3 separate regions of the Rattus norvegicus genome follow, and all the other regions are linked to region 3. The links are chromatin contacts, called in public Hi-C maps. All regions are on one chromosome and are shown on one strand. Each heading gives the region's core, a stretch centred on a gene start, on an enhancer-like site or on the middle of the called end of the contact. The rest is flanking DNA. Distances are from core to core; before and after follow the strand shown. Region 1 has its middle 75 kb from the start of Prag1. Region 2 has its middle 130 kb from the start of Prag1. Region 3 overlaps LOC120097451 (a long non-coding RNA gene).

Evidence for each region. Hi-C and Micro-C count contacts between places; a contact is called where the count stands out from the background.
Region 1: a contact with region 3 is called in a Hi-C map of the A7r5 cell line, with 2.5 times the contacts expected there. The contact joins two enhancer-like sites. A contact is called at or near these places in 4 of 12 Hi-C or Micro-C datasets (the A7r5 cell line, Schwann cells, frontal cortex and 1 more).
Region 2: a Hi-C map of the A7r5 cell line shows a contact between it and region 3, with 4 times the contacts expected there. The contact joins two enhancer-like sites. A contact is called at or near these places in 2 of 12 Hi-C or Micro-C datasets (the A7r5 cell line and mammary epithelial cells).

Annotation. Positions count from the first base shown.
Region 1 is chr16:62,917,477-62,921,450 of GRCr8, forward strand. No RefSeq gene overlaps it. Among named protein-coding and RNA genes, the nearest start is that of Prag1, 75 kb to the left of the region's middle. Within about 2 kb of position 2,190, at least 17 of the 93 cell types and tissues checked have an H3K27ac peak or open chromatin away from gene starts, as enhancers often do. A contact at or near this core is called in the A7r5 cell line and Schwann cells, where this site is marked.
Region 2 is chr16:62,969,054-62,973,031 of GRCr8, forward strand. No RefSeq gene overlaps it. Among named protein-coding and RNA genes, the nearest start is that of Prag1, 130 kb to the left of the region's middle. Within about 2 kb of position 2,553, at least 8 of the 93 cell types and tissues checked have an H3K27ac peak or open chromatin away from gene starts, as enhancers often do. A contact at or near this core is called in the A7r5 cell line, where this site is marked.
Region 3 is chr16:62,748,857-62,752,731 of GRCr8, forward strand. It overlaps LOC120097451 (a long non-coding RNA gene), which reads right to left. Exons shown (of 4, transcript XR_010058415.1): 3 at 1,628-2,079. Among named protein-coding and RNA genes, the nearest start is that of Lonrf1, 63 kb to the left of the region's middle. Within about 2 kb of position 1,640, at least 10 of the 93 cell types and tissues checked have an H3K27ac peak or open chromatin away from gene starts, as enhancers often do. A contact at or near this core is called in the A7r5 cell line and Schwann cells, where this site is marked.

The DNA of each region.
Region 1 (3,974 bases), core at 940-3,439, 170 kb after region 3:
AGATTCTCTGGTAGTAAGCTATGTTAGCTTTCCTTTACCTACAAATACTATGATTTCTGGTAAGGACTGATAAGGGCTCTCTTCTGGTTATAGACCACTATCTTCTCTTTTGTCTTCACATATTAGTGTAGTGGTAAGTTCTTTTGGGCCTCTCGGAAAGGCACTGGTCCTATTTATAAAATCGCCTCCTTTGTGGGCTCATCTAGTCTAATTACCACCTGGGCACCCACTGTCTACGCCATCTCATTGGAGAGCAGGGTTTCAACACAAAATCAGGGGAGATACAACTAGCCCTTCCCATGGGTGGGGTGTGGCTGCAATCTCTCTGCAGTGTTTGTCTGGAGGAGAACAGTGATTGTCTGCAGGATTTCTGCCTTGCTGGGCTTCCCGTCTTCTGCCTCTCAGCTGAAGAGAGCAGCCTTTCCAGGTGAGGGGAGTTGTTCGCTCATTCATACATTCATTCATTCACGCATCGTTTCACCGAATCTGTTTGTATTTTTGGAAGACTTTTTCATCTGGGGTATGTTTCTGAAGGAAAACCTAAGGAATTCACCCTGGCTTCTTCCCAGGACTTTGTGATTGGTTGCTCACCTGTCTCCCTCTCTCTGCTTTGCAGGAAGGGCAGTCCTCCATGCAATTCAGTTTCTGGAGATGGGTGGATGGAGAAAGGTGTGCAGCCACTGGTTTCACAAACGATTCTCATGTGATCTAGAGGAAAAGGGTCCTCTTGTCCTCCTCAGTGATCGACCCTGCTTCCACACAAGTGCATTTATGGAGAACCTCTTTGCACACAAAGCTGAAAGAAAGGAAGGAAGGAAGGAAGGAAGGAAGGAAGGAAGGAAGAGAGAGAGAGAGAGAGAAAGAAAGAAAACCAAATGCTACTTCCCACCAACTTATTTAAGAAGGTTTAGTCTTGGTTATGTTAAAAAAAAAACACTGTCGTAAAGGTGACTAATTTTCTTTACACGTCTAAATATAATGTCAGTGAGGGAAGCTGCTACCCACTGTGTGACAGAGTTAACTATGTTTAGCTATATAGTATAGAGCATGTAGAACAGGCAGATGATGTCCACTCCTACACGTTCTACCCACTCAAATGCCAAAAAAAAAAAAAGAAAGAAAGAAAAAGAAAAGAAAAAAGAAAAGAAAAAAGAAAAGAAAAAAGAAAGAAATAAAAGAGAAAAATGTCTGCTTTTCACCATTTCTGAATCTCCATCTGCTCCGGACTTCACTTACTTAAAGGTTCAAATCTGAACCCTTCAGTCCCCACTTCCTTACCTCTACCTACACCAGCAGGAGGGCTTGGCGCTACACCCAGCAAACACTCCGGAACTTGTCACTGTCTAACAACAGTAGCTGCTCTACTCATAACCTCCCGTGGACTTCCGTGTGAGCTATGGATGCTCTGCCTGCATGAGTTCCTGCTCCGCCTTCTTCCACTGCTCCAGTCTCTTCTAAATCCGAAGCACAGATCACCTTACTCTCCCGCTAAGCACCAGCCAGCACTTTTGCACCATACTTGACAGAAGTCCAGCATTCCCCCCAGACCTCAATGCCAGCCTGGATTGTCCTTGACCTATCACTTTCCTGAGCCACTGCACAACTAACGCACAGTTCACAGTATCACAGTGGCTTCTTGGGTTTCTTTGAACATGGTCCAGCTTGGTCCCCTCTGTCGGGCATTCGCACTTCCGGGAGGATATACCTGGAAATACTTTTGTATTTTCTCCAGCTGTTCACATTTAGTGCTGTATTGATCAGGATATCCTGGAACTTCTGGTGCCGTAAGAATCATCTGGTTGCTTAGTGTTCCTATCTTTGCACACAGTGGGCTGTTAGGCTGTGGTATGCGTGAAATTAGGACTTTAAAATCCTCTAGCCAGGCAAGCTGGTTTGCCTCTGTGATCTCAGCACTTGGGAGATAGAAGCAGGAGATTTGAAGTTCAAAAGTCATTCTCTGATGCATAATGAATTTGGAGCTAACCTGGGCTATGCAAGAGTCTATCTCAATCACCTATTACAAAACCAACATGAAATCCCTTTGACCACAAGTCCTTCTAGTCCACAGTGCGATCAGAGACAAATGGAATGTGTGATTTCTGAGGTCTTGTCTGGGCTCCAGCAGACACAGGCCTCAGTGACTAACCAGTGCTGACCACACAAAGAGGGAACGGCCATCACTTCCGGCATAGACTCTGTCATGGCAACCTCAGCCACAGACTGCTTGACATGCAGTCCTCTCCCACTCCTCAGGAAGGAGCGAGTCTTCCCATGCTGACAAGAACACAAGGTTTAATATGCTTCTAAGATTAGAACAAGCCTCACAGAACAAAGATGTTTGTGTATATGGTCTGGTCATCATCTGAAACACTCATATACAGTAAGCACATTGTTCGGAGCAGATCTCATTACCCCCAGTCCTGGCCACAATTTGCTATTTTAGAACCCTCTTTGTTTCTGTTCTGCTGAATTAATTCAGACTGTCAAAAAGCAGAGGGCATATCAGGGCCCTAAATCAAGTCATCTGTCTAGAAATTGCCTTTGAGGAACGTCCCTTTTCTCGTTCTTCCCCCAACTAGTCCCCTCTGCCTTCTCCTCTTAATGAAAAGACTTCAAAGGGGATATGCTATGTGTTTCTTCTAATAGTACACGGGAAAGAGGAGACAGCCTTTTGAAATATACATCTCTCTGTGAATGTTGGCGGGGATAGGGTTGGGGGGAGGGTGTGGGATAGTTGTTATCGGCTCCTGCCATTGAAATTCCTTAATTTAAAGAAGCATTCAGCAGTCTTCATTAAGAAATACTCTTCAGTTCTCCATCTTTCGGATGGAGATCATTGGTGAGTCATAGTAAATAGTATTTGAGGGAGTTATCCTAAATGGGATAAGGGTGATTTAAGAAGGAGGGTACATGAATCAGGAGTAGAAGAGGAGAGAGTGCACATGTAGAGAGTGGGCAGAATGGGGAGAGGCTTCCACTGCACAGCCAATTGGTGACACACCTTCATTCAAGTCACTGATGTTTCTCTTCACGGATAAAGAAGTCTAGGAAGAGGTATCTTTCCAGCTTTCACAACCAAGAGTCTGACCTTCAGAAGAGCAGGGATATTTACTCAGACCATCAGCCCAGTGTCTCCTCTAGCCTCTAGCCTCATGCTCTGTCATTCTGTGGTCTATCACAGGGTACCCAACCATGACACAGTTGATCTTTTCAATTATCTGTTGAGGAGGCTGCATTGTGCTTCCAGGCACAGTACACCTGAACTCAAGGGTCTGTTTACCACTTGACTCTGGCTTCTCACTCCCCAGTGGCACTGCGCCCTGCCTATGCTCTAACTGCCTCTGGGCCAAGCACCCTCACGAGGATAATATCACCTTGATTTAGACCCTCTTCTTTAACTCATTGAGCCCCAAACTATTAAAAACACAAATGCCTGGGAAAAACAAATATACAGGTATAAACTACTATTGTGTTTTGCTCATCCAAGAAAGGGCAATGACATCCACTTTCCAATCATAAGTAGTTAACTTTTTTTCAATTAAAAACTATCTAGCAAACAAAAACATCAACAAGGTGGAGCATGGCTCTTTAAGCAGTCTTATGAGCTTCCTCGGTAACTTTGGGATGACATAGAAAAATAAAAGTCAGTTACAACTGGATTACATTCAGGAAGAGACACAATTAGGTGCCAAAATTCATTCAACAGTACTTGGAATCCACTGACCTGACTGTCAATCCTGGCATCAACTGTAAATAGCTCTGGTGAAGAAATGGACTAAATTAGGACAGTTATTATGGCAAACAGTATAGAGATTTCTTTTAAAAGCAGGATCTATCTATTTATCTCTCATCTATATTGCATAATATATATATATATATATATATATATATATTTCTCGAGAGAGATTAAGATACATTCTATAAGTTCTTTTCCTCAGGGGAACCCTGACTAATGCAGATTTTCCTTCCAGGAG
Region 2 (3,978 bases), core at 1,303-3,802, 220 kb after region 3:
TATGAGATCCCATTTGTTGATTCTTGATCTTAGAGCATAAGCCATTGGTGTTTTGTTCAGGAAATTTTTTCCAGTGCCCATGTGTTCCAGATGCTTCCCTAGTTTTTCTTCTATTAGTTTGAGTGTATCTGGTTTGATGTGGAGGTCCTTGATCCACTTGGACTTAAGCTTTGTACAGGGTGATAAGCATGGATCGATCTGCATTCTTCTACATGTTGACCTCCAGTTGAACCAGCACCATTTGCTGAAAATGCCATCTTTTTTCCATTTGATGGTTTTGGCTCCTTTGTCAAAAATCAAGTGCCCATAGGTGTGTGGGTTCATTTCTGGGTCTTCAATTCTGTTCCATTGGTCTATCTGTCTGTCTCTGTACCAATACCATGCAGTTTTTATTACTATTGCTCTGTAATACTGCAAATAATTTTCCATAAAACAGCCCCCATAGTTATATGGTTAAGACAACCCTCAGAGTTACATGGCTAAGACAACCCTCATGTTTACATGGCTAAGACAACCCCCAGAGTTATATGGTTAAGACAACTCTCATGGTTATATGGCTGACCACAGGGTCATAATGTTTAAAATTCATATTTTGTGACTTAATTGAAGATACTTTGAAGCGAGTCTGTCATTCCACTTATTTCAGCCTCTTTTGTTTTCATTGCAACTACACGAGTACGAAGACTTTTTGGTTCTTACTTGGTACCAGTGGTTTTGTCAATATTACTTCCAGCTGGCCAAGATAAAAGCTGATATAGAAAAAGGGGCATTTAAGAGTTGACCTTATTGTGAAAACGGTTAGGTCATGGGCTCCCAGAAATGGTCTTGGGGAGCTCTTGGGTATTCTCTGGGCATCATTTTTAAAGAACTTCTGTCCTATGAGGACTGGAGAACCCCTCTCAGTGACTGTAAGTACCCCCTGCTTGTTGAGTGCTGGTCACCCCTTCCCCCATAAGGTAACATCAGTCCATCAAAGTCCAATTGTTTATACGCAGCACGGAACAGTTTGGTTACAGTAGCTAAACTAGGCTTGGTGCTAAATCAGTTCTTTTTCCTAATGAAGTTCTTTCCTGCCCTCATGGAACTCACCTACTACTGGAGAGATTCAAGGGGCAAAGGGAACAGGAGGTGTTTGGAGCAATGCACGAGAAAGTGAGAGTTCGGTGGAGAAGCCCGGAAGAAGGCTAAGAGACCCTGATGGAGAGATGTGATATTGGAAGCTTCGGGGTTTCCAAAGCCAATTTAGCCTCAAGCTCTTGAGGATGCAGTTAGATGCATTGGGGGTCACATCATGGCCACACAAAGCCAAGCAAGCGAGCAAACAAAAGTGACAGAGAAATAAGGGTAGAGAGGGATGCTCATGGCCTACAGCTGTTAGAGAAAGCTCAGACACATAGGATTTTACATAGAGTAGGCAGGCCTATTCTCCAGCGTACTCAGTTTGAGAAGTTCATTCCTCAGCATATTCAGCTTAAGGTCATAGCTCAAGAAGAAAAGTAGGGCACCCAGGAGTTTGCCTCTAAGGATACTTGCTGGACATTGGTCTTAGACAACACAGCAACACTGATAACTTGGTGAGCTAACCAGAGAGTTCTGCTCAGGGAGATAGAACAACACATTTCCAAATGAGCATCAGCCTCAGGAAACCTCAAACGGTGTTACCAGGAAAGCCCTACTCCTTTGAGTCAGGCCTTTGAGTCGATTTTCTTTTAGACATGGAACCTCTCTGCATTTATTCTGTAAATGTGTAGTAAGCGTTTTCTTTGCATCCTGCTCTGTGGTAAGTGCTGGGAAAAGACAGGTCCTCTGCTAAAGTAGTTTAGGGATTTAGAGCAAAGGCGAGAAGAGAGTGCATTCCAGAGGCAGGGAGGGTCTGTCACACCCCAACCTGCTGGGTCAGGAGGTGACTATGGCTAAGGAGTATACACAAATTCATACACACACACACACACACACACACACACACACACACAGAGAGACAGAGAGACAGAGAGAGACAGAGACAGAGAGACAGAGGCAGAGACAGAGAGACAGAGGCAGAGAGACAGAGACAGAGAGACAGAGGCAAAGAGACAGAGATTGAGAGGCAGAGGCAGAGGCAGAGGCAGAGGCAGAGAGAGCATTAAGTGCTATGTCTGAGATCCAGAACTTCCTTACCATATTAGACTAACATTTAGGAAATTCTTCCAAGGACATAGTTTAGTAGTTCAGTTGGTAGAGTGCTAGCCTTGCATTCAGGAGACCCTGGGTTCAGTCTATAGTTACAAAAAAAAGTCTGACAGCCTCCCTCATAACCACAGAAGCTTAGGAAACAGAAACTACAAACAGTAACCTCTTTAATATCCAGGCCAAGAAGACATTAGTTATATTTTATACAGAGAAAGGAATCAAGGCCCACAGAGTCTACCCACTCTACTTCTCAGCCATTACATCCCGCCAAAGCAAACAAAGTTTGCCTGGCATCAACTTCGAGACACAGAATTCATCAGGTCTCAGCTCTGCCTGAGGCGAGCACATCTCATCGCTCTTTCTCTCAGCTTCCCGCCTTCCTTCTGAGTCAAGGCCTGTCCTCTCTTTCTGGCTGCATCTGGCATTCCTTAAACACTTGCTCACCTCTTACAAGTGACAGCAGATTTTGTTCCTCTGGTTGACCCTTTTGTGCTGGTTCGCAGTCTTTTTTTATGGCTTAATCTGCTCCTGGTTACCTTGGACAAAGTTTTCCTAGTTCAGATAGATATGCATCTTGGGTCCTTCTGGATCAGCCTTCTGGTTCAGGATCTAGACTGTCAGCCTCTCCAAGGCTTGTGCAAGTCCAGGGTAAACTGAGAAGGCACTCCCTCAAAATTTGTGCGCAGAACCACTGTCTAACAATACCTTTGTCCTGGCTTCTAAAAATGGCCTTAACCTCTGAAAGTCTCCTGCCATCTACTTGGAGAACTAACTATATTTACTCCTGTACAATAAAACATACAATTGCCAGGAAGACTTTAAAATCAGTACAGTTTTCTCTGAATCACAAACCAGTTTCCGCCCACACTCACCCAGCTCAATCTTGTTTCTTTTGTCCTACTTTATGTTCCTTTTCAATAATCAAATTTTCAAGTTTTTTTTTGTGACTCATGGAGGATTAATCATTGATTCATTCATTAGATAGTTCAAACATTTATCAGCATCTCCAATGTGTCAAATGGTAGACAGCCTCTGTTTTCTGATAACCAGTCAGCAGTTGGACACATAAGTGGAGTACCATGCTAGAAGCAGGTTTTATGATTTTTTTGGTTAACACGGGTCTGCTTTGACCCTCGATGCTCCTTTGGGCTGTTTTGTGCTTTTCTGTCCCCCCCCCCAAGTGAGATAATATCCTATAATCAATTTGTATCAGATTCAAGGCTTAAAGTATGTACTCTAACATGTGATTTATTATTTCCATTTTAATTTCTGAGGGGGAGGGTTACAGGCTTGCTGGCTGCCATGTGAGACTCCCTCAGAGCTGGAACAAAGGGAGGGAACGAGGGAGGGAGAGAGGAAGGGAGATGGGGACAGAGAGGTCTACCTGACAGTTCCGGTGTGAAGCTTTGTACTTCCTGCGTCTAGAGGTTAGCATCATGGGCTCTATTGCTGCTCGCTTCTCCTTTTGGATTCTCTCATGACCTGAGCATAGCCTACATTTTGGATGATCACTCCTGGTTCTCAGCTACTGTCCTTGGACAGCTGTGTTATCAGCCTTTGAGAGCCTTTTTATAGTTGAGTGTCGGCTTCAGAATACCTATTCGTTCCTCTGTTGTCGAATGGTGGGACTGGATGTTCTCAGTGTCTTGGTGGTCTAAGGCAATGGTTCTCAACCTGTGGGTTGAAGCCTCTCAGCAAACCTTGATCACCAAAAATATTTGCCTTATGACTCATAATTACATTTATGAAAGAGCAACAAAAATAGTTTTATGGTTGGGGGTCACCACATCATGAGGAACTGTGTTAATA
Region 3 (3,875 bases), core at 390-2,889:
CACACACACACACACACACCAAGGATGCATAGGCATTAACCAGGGGCAGGAGAAGGGAGGCCACTTAGTGTGAAAAGTCCAGAAAACTAGAAGGTTAAAGATCATGGAGTGGGAAGGAGAATAAGTAGAGAAAAAACAGCAACAGCCAGTAGCCAAATTACAGTTATGAAGTGGCAACAAAAATAATTCTATAGTTGAGGGTCCCCGCAACCAGTCAGTCCACAAAGTCTTCTAAAACCTGATAATGCTTAGTGGTTTTGAGACAGGGTTTCCCTGTGGAGTCCTAGAACTCATTTTGTAGACCAGACTGACCTCTAACTCCTGGAGATCCACCTCTCTCTGCCTCCTGAGTGCTGGGATGCTGGGATTAAATGTGTGCCACCATGCCTGGAGTCTGAAAATTCTTTTGTAACTCTCTTAACAAAAGACTTAGGTCAGGCTTGTGTGTGTGTTGATGATAAATGTGCAGTGTAAAGTTTTTCTGTCTTTGGTACATGTGGAATTCTATCATTATGTTAAAATAAATGAAATTTCTCTTCAGTTTCCTTCTACCTCCTTTCTGTATGCTGACACTGCTAGCTTATATCATGCAGAAGCCAGCCTTTTCTACACCTAACCTTAGAATCCCATTCCCCTGCCTCCCAAATGTTCCACCATGACTACCCACTCCTCATAGGTATTCTTTTTACCTCAATCAGTACACTCATCATGTGAAAACCAAATTAACGACTGATAGACGAGTGTGTTAAGAATGAAATAAAAAACAGAAGACATTTGCAGTTTGGGGTAAGACACGTTAACCATTTGCTTAACTGCAACTAGGATGCATAGAAGACCTGTAGGTACTAGAATGCACATAGGGCCAGGACCCAGCCAATTCTGCATGTAGAAGGAAATCCTTACGAAGCAATGACATTTAGGATGACTCACAAAGGATGAGTAAGTCTCTATGTGACATAGAGAAATCCATTCACATGCATATGTTGTTTGCCTGGGAGTCCCGGGTGCCTGCAACACTAGGCCTACAAAAGATGCATCCTTTCCTGGTTCTAGGACATGCATCTCAACTAGAGATGGCTGTCCTAGGTTGGGAGCCATCAGGATGACCGGAACATTCTGCAATCATAGCCATAACCTATTATCTTATGACTAAGAGATAGGTAAATCATATCACCCAGGAGTGGTATCTTGTATGGGATAATAAAATAGGTTTGCAGGACTTGAGAGAGGGTTCAGAGGCTCTTTTTCTGCTCTTGCAGAAGACCAGGGCTTAGATCCCAGCACCCACATGGCAACTCACACACAACTGTCTGTGACTCTAATTCCAAGGATCCAGTGTTCTCTTCTAACTCCCGTCGTCTACTGCATGCATGTAGTATACATACATACAAATACAACAAACATTAAGAAGGAAAGAAAGAAGGAAGGATGGGAGGAAAGAAAGAAACAAAGGAACAACAGAAGAAGAAAAAACAAGCTTGAGACACTTCGAATTCCAACTTAATCTCATGTTGCCTGACTTTTCCCGGGAGACATAAACAAATGTCTCTCCACTGAAACCAGGGCATCAGTAACAGACCCAAGAACCAACTCATCCAAGCCTAGCTCGGTGAACTAGTGAACCTACCGAGCTCTCTGACAGAAGGGTGGTTGAGAGGTTACTCATAGGAATGTACGTGACTGCGAGACGACCACAGAGCTGCAAAGTCCCACGTCAGCATGGCTGTTGGCCTCGGCAACCGGCAACTGAAGACAGTGTTCCTCCTTCAGTTAACCCCGTACCTTCCTCAGCTCTACCACCTCCAGAGAGGGCGAGCAGCCAGAGCAGAATGTTATAGAGCTGGGGTGAGGGGTGGGTGAGGCACAGGAAGGAGGGAGTGGGTGGAAGTTCAGGGGAAGGCCTAATGACCCTTCTGTGAGGGAGTTATCAACAGGCCTGATCCTGTGAAGGCTTCATGGAGATCTGATTAAAACGGTGAAGGGAATGCCGTGCTGAGAACCGAACACCACAGAGTTTGAAGAAGTTGGTGGAGGCTGGGAAACATTTTTCAGCGTCTCTCTGCGTCCATTTTCTCATCTCTAAAACAGAGCAACACTGACTATAGTAAACGGAAACCCTTGTTTAAACTGGCTTAGATAATAAAAAGCTGTGTTAACTCTGAGAAACAGGACTCTGCTCAAGGATAGCATTTCTAAACTCTGGTTCACCCCCCCACCCCCACCTCCCACCCCCACCCCCCACCCCCCACTCCACCCTATTCTCTCAGATTTACTTTCTTTTTTTAACTCTGTGTGTGTGTGTGTGTGTGTGTGTGTGTGTGTAGCTCAAGCACACTAGTGCAAAAATCCACAAAGGCCAGAAGAGTCAGATGCCCCTGGATCTGGATTAACAAGTGGTTTTAAGCCACCCAATGGGTCCTGGGAACTGAACTTGTGTCCTTACCAAAAGCAGTGCATGCTCTTAACCGCTGAGCCAGCTCTGTCTTGGCCCTGGTTGCTTCTCTCAGTTTTCTGGGCCGATGCGCTTCCTTGAGTAGGCTACAGCTTCAGCCATGTTGCAAAGCAGCAGCATCAAAGCAATCTCCTACTCGTCCTCTGTCTCTCGGGGCTGACGGAGTGCCCCAGAGCTCTGGCAAGTGTCCCCTCACTGTTGCAAGCCCACCCTGCAACAGAACATCTGAGTTCTCCAGCGTTTGGGGGTGGAGGGAGGTGAGTGGAACCGGAACTCTGGAGAAAGGTGAAGCATTCTTGGGGTGTGGGGGGGGATGGGGGGCTAAGGCTGCTCACAGAGAGTAGGGCGCACTCAGTGAGAACTGCATGCCCAGGGCTAATCTTTGCAGTTCACTTAGATAACCAAGTCGTCAACATCAATACAGTACAAGGTTACAGAGCAACACTGACTGTAGCTCAGTGGAGAATCAAAACACCTACTGTGTTCCCTCAACGCCAGCTAGAACACTGCACTGTACACTTTCCCCAGGGACAATCCATTCTATAATAGACTTGCAGTTGACTGGCACTTAGACATAACTACTGTCAACTGTCAAAAAAAAAAAAAGCCCATGGGCTCATGGGTGTGTCAGTTCCTCTCAGTGGAAGATGCTGGCATTTCCTTAAGATGCCTGAAGACCTGAGCTTTAAGAAATCAGAAGACCACCAGAGTCCTTTACGCAGACTCTGCAACTTTCTCCTTCCATCTTTTTCCTCCTCAAACGATCTACGCCAGTAACCTGTGGGTCGCAACCCCTTTGGGGATGGCATATCAAATATCCTACATATCAGATATTTATTTACATTACGATTCATAACAGTAGCAAAATTAGTTATGAAGTAGCGATGAAAATAATGTTATAGTTGCGAGTCACCCCAACAGGAGGAACTGTATCAAAGGATCGCAGCATTAGGACCTGGCTGAGAGCCACTGACCTAGAACTTGCTCCTCAGGTCACGTTCTTTCTCTAGTGACGCCTGACCTGGGACACTGGGCCCAAACATAGCTGCAGTGACTTTTATCCATGGTGACAATGGGACATTCAACTAACTTAGAGAGGCAAGTTCCAGTCCTCCTGGGAGCACTCTACCAGGTGGATCTTGGGAGACCCTACGGGTGAGAGGTGGGGCTGGCATTACTTCGGATCTATATTAGTTCTAAATGCAGTCAGCTGACCTCAGAGAGCTGTCTCTGGCTCCTTGTGGCGAGCATTGCTCAGCCATTCCCTTTGTTGACTTGCTAACCCATTTGGCTCTATTTGGGCTCTCTATCTGGCCCGGAGTTGCTGACCCAGTTTCACAATGTTTACTCTGGCTCTGCTCTGCATTCCTTGGGGACCTGACTCTCAGTACCTGCCTGTCTGTATGTTACCCCACTCTCTCGG